Linked DNA regions of Arachis hypogaea: region 1 is linked to region 2. The links are chromatin contacts, called in public Hi-C maps. All regions are on one chromosome and are shown on one strand. The core of a region is the stretch at or near the end of the contact, and the rest is flanking DNA. Distances in the headings are between cores, read along the strand shown. Region 1 holds the start of LOC112800671 (G-box-binding factor 1). Region 2 has its middle 14 kb from the start of LOC112800668.

Evidence for each region. A called contact is a pair of places that touch in the nucleus more often than the background predicts.
Region 1: a contact with region 2 is called in a Hi-C map of leaf, with 2.8 times the contacts expected there. The contact joins the promoter of LOC112800671 here to the enhancer-like site in region 2. A contact is called at or near these places in 3 of 8 Hi-C or Micro-C datasets (leaf and an unstated tissue).

What each region holds. Positions count from the first base shown.
Region 1 is chr5:10,008,849-10,013,211 of arahy.Tifrunner.gnm2.J5K5, reverse strand. It overlaps LOC112800671 (G-box-binding factor 1), which reads right to left and starts at 2,464. Exons shown (of 12, transcript XM_025843023.3): 1 at 1,834-2,464.
Region 2 is chr5:9,968,847-9,973,396 of arahy.Tifrunner.gnm2.J5K5, reverse strand. No RefSeq gene overlaps it. Among protein-coding and RNA genes, the nearest start is that of LOC112800668, 14 kb to the right of the region's middle. Within about 2 kb of position 3,241, at least 3 of the 3 cell types and tissues checked have open chromatin away from gene starts, as enhancers often do.

The sequences.
Region 1 (4,363 bases), core at 1,215-3,714, 41 kb before region 2:
AGCAACATTATTTTCACATTTCTAGATGGGGAATTCAATAATTTGAGTGAAGAAAAATCTATATCCGTACCAGTGAGCGTTACTCGAAAGTGGCTATCACTTTATACACATTTATTGATTAGCTGAAGGACAAAGACAAGGACAAGGGAAAGCTGCATCTTATCACGCATCACACGGGATGATTCAATCCCTATTTACAAAAGGAAAGCATGAAAGAGAAAGGAGACAAAGCTATATCTTTTCACTAGCATTATATCTATGTCATGTACCTATTAATGTTTATATGCACTTCTTACGCTCATATTATTTTAGGTCCGTAGTGCATTATATTTCACTTTTAGGATTGAATAATCTCTTATTCCGTTTATCGGGGCGATCATGGTTTAACCGTTCATCACATAACGTGTTTGTTCTAATCTGCCGTGCAATACACGTCCTAGCGGTTGCAACACTTGCATAACAGATAACACAATACCATCATGATGAAATTATGGATTGTATTAGAAGAATACTATGGCGTCTCTAATTAGCTGGCAATACTACTTTATATTGAATGCCAATAAATAATAAATTAAACGAAAATATTTAATAAAAAAATTTAGTAAAATCAGCCTGAACGTGTTTTATTTACTAAATAAAATAAATTTATTTTTTTTCTCTAAGATTATCGTAAATTAAAATAGATATTTGACTTCACATTGCGTTTATTTATTTTGGACTTGATTATGAAAAGAGTTATGCTAGGTAACCAATGACTTTCTTGAACAATATAAACAATAGACAATAAATTTGGTTATTATTAGATATTTAATTACTCATGCCACTCGTTAAATTTAGAATTAATTTACTTTTTTAACCCCATTGTTCAGCAATATTGTCTACCTATCCTAGGGAAAAACTCAAAATACACAACTTATGCATTTTAAAGTCAATGTTAGTTCACCTTATCCGTTTTCTTTTCCGGTTTAATAAACCCAAATCATGTTGACTAGTCAATGCAAGAACTTCTCCTTTCAATATTCATTTACTTAACCAAAGATTGACAATACTTGTAAAAAGACATGTATTGTATACTTACTAGAGGGCCATAGAAACCTCCAAAGTTGTTCATTTATTAGAAAAAGCTTGCACACGGAATTAATAGGAGTGATGATGAGACTCCCTAAATACCATGGTCTCGTCCCGAGATTACTGTTTTCTCATCATTTGTAACTTTTAAAGCAGAGGTCGTTCGGTGATAGCACAGTATTAATAGTGTACGAACAAATATATATATAAAATATAAAAATAAAATAATTATTAATTTGTTTATTGTTGTTTGCTTATCCTATTCCTTGTCAAATAGCCAAAAAGTAATTTTCAACACCACTTTTCTCTTTCTTATCCACAAGATGATGCCTCTAATTTAATCACAATTTTAGATCAGCGAACAAAATTAAAATCCTGCTTATTCTATGTCATAGATGAACGCGGCCAATCGTTTGTTGCTTTCTCAAACATAAGAACTGCGATTTGACTCCGTCAAAATATTTATTACTCATCTAATTAAGTTTTGAAAAGATAAAAGGAAACAGAATCAATGAATCACGTTAACATAGACAGAGTGATGTATCAGAAATTTCGGATTTGGACTGCCAAAGACACAAGAAATTCGGATTTAGGCGAGAGAGTGGAACACGAAGCGAACGGAATTTCAACTGAATCAGAGAAGAAAGCAAAGCAGTTCAAATTCAAGGGGAAAGAAAAGAAGGCTCTAATATCACTATCACAGAAATACACCTAGAAATTTACAGCAAAACAAAGCGAGCGAGAGAGAGAGAGAGAGTGTGTGACCTGTTCCGATGGCGTGAAGAAAAGATGAGGTGGACTTCCAACAGGGATAGATGTCCAAGCAGGATTTACACCTCTAATAATACCAATTATAACTCTAATAATTATAATTATACTAATGATATTGTATGCTTATGTTTTGTTTTGTTGTGGTGCTAGTATGAAGGAAGGAGCCAAAGAGGAAAAGAATATTGAGAGAGAGAGAGAGAGAGCAGTTGTGGGACGAAATAGGAATGGGAAGGACTTGAAATTTCGCAACAAACTCTAACAAGTTGGAGGAAGGAAAGGGAAGTGAAAGTGAGTGTGTGGGTTTAGGGCTTTTGGAGGTGACACGTGCGAGCCAAGAGGATTACAGCTGTCAATGTGTTACTGGATTAGGTTTCCTACTCTTCCGTCCAACTACACTTACACACCCCACCCCCTGACTCATCACCCGAATTTCTCCTTACTGGATGGATAGGATAACATTCAATATTCCTTATTTTCTAATTTTCATTTTAAATATATGTGTAGTTTGATAAATGTTATGTTAGGCATATGGAATTGGGAACTGTTGGGAAGCAATGAATGCGTTGTGAGTAGCCACGCGCACACACTCTGTATTTGTGACATTGCCTCCGGTTTCCACTCCTTGGTTGGCTACTTTGCTTCGTTGCTGTCGGCCACATACCAAAGAAAAATTCTTATGCTTTCAAAATGTCAAATGCCTCCACGCTCTCTCACTTTTACCGTTTTCAACTTCAACCAAGTGGCCTAATCCTCCCATCATAATCATCACCAATATTTGGGAGGATTTAAATAAAGAATTTAATTAACATGCGTTTTAAATTATTATTAATAAAATTTTTTAAATTTTTTTATTATTTTTTTATTTTATTACTTTAATAACTACACAAGAATTACACTAGAAATTACACTTTTCACGTTTTTTTATAACAATAATATCAGAGAGACCAAAAAAAATCTAAATTCATTTTATTTAGTATTTATTTATTATAATGTGTATTAAATAAAGTCAAAAATAGTAAATTTTAACAGTTTTTATTAATATATTTTTATTACTAAATATTTCTGTTTTTATATTAACGTTTTTAATTTGTAGTTTTAGTTTATATATTTAAAGTACATATTAACTAAATTCTTAAATAAAATATGTCAAATAACAGTGTAAGAGGGAGTTTTTCTCTTTTTTCATTGTTTCATAAATGGGCTTAAGAGTGTTTGGTGTAAAAGCTTTTATCCATTTTAGCTTAAAGAGATGAAGCCAATAATCTTTTCAATTTTTGGCGGTGTATCCCCAATATGCGTTTTGATGATGAAATAATTGGGCTCATGATATTTCGGACCAAAAAACAATTAGCCTCTCTATCATGAGATTGGGCTTGTTGACTTTTCGGGTCCATATCGTAGAATTTCTAATTGATAAAGCCCAGCAACCGAGAAGAAAAAAAAAAAGAAATCAGGACAAAGGAAAAATGCCCTAAAATTTTTCTTTTTTGCAACGTCTGCGAAAAATTCTTCTGTCCAGCATCCACTATCATCTAAGTTGAAACTAGAAACCGATAAATTCAATGAATCAAAATAGAGTGAGTTTGATTTATCTAAATTATGTCACATTATTAGTTTAACTTTTTTCTTCTTTTGATTAGGCATTAGGTTTACATAATTCGATAAACTCAATCCAGTTTTGTAAAACCTCAAACTCAAATTGGATTAATTGATGTTTGTTGCGTTGTTGGGTTCCAGTAATATGATATATTTTCTAATTGATTCGATCATGTGATTTTAGGTAAAGTAAGTTATAATCACGTTTTATTTCCTCATATAATCCTATTAGAGAAATTGTCTTTATACTTCAAAATTAAGCCATGATCAGAATGCATGTATGTACCCCACTTATAGCTAGGTACTTAAGTCCATTTTAAAACTTTGTTTTACAATACTTAATATTAGTCTCTCGCTCTGTCTTTTAGTTTATTTCCCAGCACGTTGAACCCCACAACTACTTTTCACCAACTTAGAATCTCTCCCATTAGGCTTCGCATTTAACATGTTTTATTTTATTTTATTTTACATATGTGAAACAATAATATAAGAAATTAATGTAGACAAATAAGTAGTGAACAACATAATATAATGAATGAATCATTGAATTGTTAGATGTTGCTGTAAGGCTGCCATATAGTCTAAGCCTAGTGTTGAAGTCAATGCAAATTTCAATGGACAAACAATTATAAAAGGAAAAAAAAAAAGTAACAGTGTTAGTCCTGATTCTGGAAAACCAGAGCCCCTAAACAAGAAGTAAAGACTTTGTCTAGGTTCAAAGCTTCAAGACCTCAACCATCTATTTCATGGGAATAATTAGGCTGCATATTCTCTCTGTCTGTTTCATATCTGTCCTTTTTGCAAACTCTTTCTTAAACACACGAATTATTTTACTTTATTATATGTCCACCTTCTTTCTATCATCATTTTAAATTATAATTTTATTATTAAAATCTATACAGAATAGTTCAACTAAAATAATTAGTGT
Region 2 (4,550 bases), core at 1,992-4,491:
TGTCAGCGCATGCCACTTTAATCTGTTAATTCTTTTCTTTTAGATACATATATCTTTTACTATATGAGGTAATTCTATTTGAATTGAAAACACACATATTCATTTTCTAATAATTCTTATTAATTTATAAGATTCGAATCCAAAATTGTGTGACGGTATTTGTTAATTAGACAAAAATAGCGATGATGACAATGTGATAATTTAATTGGCAACCAAGTAAAATCGTAAATGCAAGCTCATTGGTGAAAAAGATGCAATGGTAGTATGATCAAATTCTAGGAAGGAATTAAAAAAAAGAAGAAAGAAAGAAAAAGGCATTAACATAAAAGAAAGAGTCTAATTAGCTTTCCATTGGAATGTAAAGCCCTAGCAAGTCCCTTTCATCAAAAGCTTATTAAGACCACTGAAAATAAATATATAAAAATAAAAAAGGTTGGATTATTCCGTATAGTTAATTAAAAGCAATAAATCTCCACACAGCTAAGTCAGTATCTTCGAGAGGATTTGTATAATAATCAAAGATTCTGTGAGTTGCATTAACATAAGAATTTTTAATTTAATCCCCTGAATTAAGAAAATGATTAAAGAAGAAGCAAACGTACGAAACGTGGCAGGTGGAGTTGTGTGGATGTGGCATTGCTTCGTCCTTGGGTTCCAAATTGATTAAAGGATTCCAAGCTGGCTGTCCTTCATTCTGTAAAACTACCACTGCCTAAGCACATGCTTCCCACTCATTTTCTTTTTATCTTTTTTCTATTTTTTTATTTTCTCCTCAGTTTGGGACCCCTTTCCTAGCAAGCTCATAACCAATGCTTTTATTATCACATCCATTTTCGGACTCCTACTCAATTAGTAGGAGATTACACACTCAATTAATATTATTTTAAATTTTACTATTTAACTTGATTTCACTTAATTTATAAAAAGATCTATGGATGTGTAATATTACATTTAAGAGAAATTGCCTTTGAATCTTTAGTTAAGGGCTAAACTCAATTACAGATGGAAGTGCGTTTAATGATTCCTGTTCTGGAACAGTTTTATGTAATAATAAATTACATTTTTCGTAGTTTTTTTCTTAAATGAGATTTGAAATGTAAATTTTTTGTATAGTTTTTTTTAGTCTATTTTATGTTTGAATTATTTTTTTGCAAATAACAAAAAATAAATTCTAAATTTTTTAATTATATAAAATTTAAAAAATTATTTCTACATTAAAATTAGTCGATATATATTTACATAATATATATATATAGTTATTAATATATATTTTATAATAATAATTAATTTTAGTATATACAATCGTATAAATTTTAATATTATATTATAAAATCACTTATTCAAAAATTTAATAATTATATATTTAAAAATACTATATATACACCAAAAAATAGTTATCAAATTGGTCACTGTTGTGTATTTATATATATATTTATATATATTGACTCACATATTTTTTTAATTAAAATATTATTTACATATTAAAAGCAATTATTAAAATAATTTATTATATATTTATGTATAAATATATATTTTATATTTTAATGTATGTATATTTTATATTGATAATTAATTTTAATATACATTTAATATTATTATTTTTAACTAAATATAGCCACTATAATAATCACACCAGAGACATAATAAAAAAATCAAGTTTTATAATAGACGAATGATCAAATTTATACAAAGTATAGTATAATAAAAAAATGTACAAGGTGTCAAATATAAGTTAGAATTTTTAAAATAATTAAAGACTGTTTTGTCCATTAGACACGTATTAGGCATCAATTTTAGGTGTGTGTCAATGTCCAGAAGATATATGGATTCTCGGGCGAAAGTTCATCGTTAATTAGATTAGATTGATCCCTCTGGAAGAAGCTGTACTTTGATCCGAAGACAACTAAACAAGAATCTTCACTCTGGTCTTTCTTTTTAGTTTTTCTGCTTTTTTCTTTGTTATTAATTTGTGCCGATATACTCTTTCGTGATCCTTAAGCCCCCCTATTGATCTTACTTTGAATTCTCGCCTTAGAATATATATTCTTCAGTGTTATATATAAGTACTTAAAATCGGTCCAACGGAACTTTTCGTACTTATGTGAACTACGTATGAGCCATATATGTACATGAATAAGTACACACCTTCCTTGACTTCAATTCGAAGTAAACTTGTACTGGCCAGCTAGTAAAATACGACAATGTTTTATGGTTAAAAAAAATGCATAAATGAGGATCACATGTTACTAAAGAGGAAGATTTATAAGGATCGGATCACCCGCTTATAAAATAGCTTATTATACTTTTACTTTTCGTATACCAGAAATTGCATAGTTTTTAGTCATGGTATATATGCAGATCAAGTCATATATAAGACTTTTTCTCTTGTATTAATGGAAGGCGTGGAATGTGAAACATGTGTATCTATATAACTATATTTTAAGGAAATACGTGAAGGTATGACTCAATGAGAGATAAGATCACGTTTTGGAGACACTAGTATTCTTCATAGTTTTGTACACACTTGTTTACATTTGGTTAATTTAATAAACTATATTTTAATCTAATTTTATAATCACGAGCTCGATTTTGCAATATATATTATATACGATATATCCTATCAGTGTGAGGTAAGACACTAAAGTATATATGTATCGATTCAAAACAATTGTGCTGCATATTTTGATATATGATGGCACTAGATAAAATTAGATCGAAAAATGGTTTGATCGTTAGAACATCTAGTTTGAAAATTTGATACTCCAGTAATTTAAGCTTACATTTGATAATGTTTAACCTTATATACATATTGAAGTACTAGCAGATCAATATTGTGTTTAGCGTGATTCCTATGACCATCTTTACTTTTATTATTTTTTTGGTTTGTATATTAGAATTTCACAATACAATAAGGCAATAAAATGTTACACGCTTACCTCATGAGGTAATTAGCATATCAATCTTGATATCTGTGATAAATACTCCACCCCTCCTTCATAAAATTCAGTATAGTCCTAAGTAACTGCTGCTCATTAATTCTCGCAAAACCCGAGTTGAATTGTACGTTGATCGTTAATTTTTCATTATCATCAAGGCATCTGGAAAGTCAATTAACTTGATCACCTAATATAAGCCCTTTTTTTTTAAATCACGGTTTGGATAATTTGGAAAAGTTGACCAACAAACTGGTCATTTTAATCAAGGCCGACAATGGGTACAATTAGCAACACACAACAAGGCAAAAACCCCAATCTAAGGGCAACTATGCAAGATCAACGTAGGCTTATTGAATGGATGTCCAACGGGAGATAGAACTAGAGGTTTTTGAATGACCAAGTTCCTTTTTTTTTGGACATTGGTCATTAAAGCCCAAGCTATCTAACCAAACTCCAGCCCAATCTAAATTTCCCAATTCATTCAATTTTAAATTTTCCTATCCTTTCCCTGCTTTGTGCTCCAATTTACCACCGCAGGTATACTCTTCCATTAAGGCAATTAGAATATTAAAGACGTTGCAACGCTGTTGTTCTTTTCAGAACCTATATTGATATGAATTGTGACTGATACTTTCGGTTGGGTCTCCTCTGCTGCCTGCGCTTTAAATGAAGCTTCGACGTTGAGGGTGCACAAACATGGAAACTTCTGCTTCCTCTCTTCTGAATTTGTAATTTTAATGATATAGTACTTTTCGATTTTTAGCCTATTTGTCCCGAAACTCCTTTCTTGTACCGAGCCCGCTCCCTTTAAAATAAGGTTTGTTATATCAATTTGATTGTATGTCTTGTTTCAGTTCGAATTGTTGCTGTCGCTGAAATTTCACTCCCACCGTTTCTTCATCTCCAATTTCTTTAAACAAGATCGTGGAAGTCTTGTACTTTCTCAAGTCAAATTTACTCCTGTTGGTTCTCCTTAAATTCCAGATCTTGGTATTGATTTTGATTTATGTTGAGTTTTCTGAATTTTCTACATTTTCTGAACAACATGTAGTAATTACTGTTGTTCTCAGTTGTTGAATTTTTTGAATTATTATGTTCCTAACTTTTTTATTTATTTTTCTTTTCCAAGAGTTGTTGTCAACGTAGAGTCTCCATGTTGATAATACGCTGCATCTCCAGTGGTGGTTGCATACTCCAGTTCTGACGAAGAAAATCTGATGCTGCCATTTTAGCAACTGTGTGAGCAAGCAGGTCCCCTTCTCTGGGTATCTATGTTAGACTACAATTTGGTAATCTTTTTATTAGTTCTTTAATATCATGTAATATTACTTCAGTTTCTCCAATGGAAGTATTTGATTTTATGGTTTGGATTAGTTTTAAACTGTCTTGATTCAATTAATATTTTTTCTTCCAAATCCAAATTATCAATAATAATAATAAGGGCTTGCCTAATAGCTATAGCTTCAGCTGTTATATTTGAATGGGTACTAATTTTTCTAGAGAAGCCAAACACAATTTTTCCATTATTGTTTCTAATGACGATAGATATTGCTCCTTTTCCATCCTCCTTCCTGAAAGCAGCATCCACATTAGCCCTTAACCAATCTTCCGGTG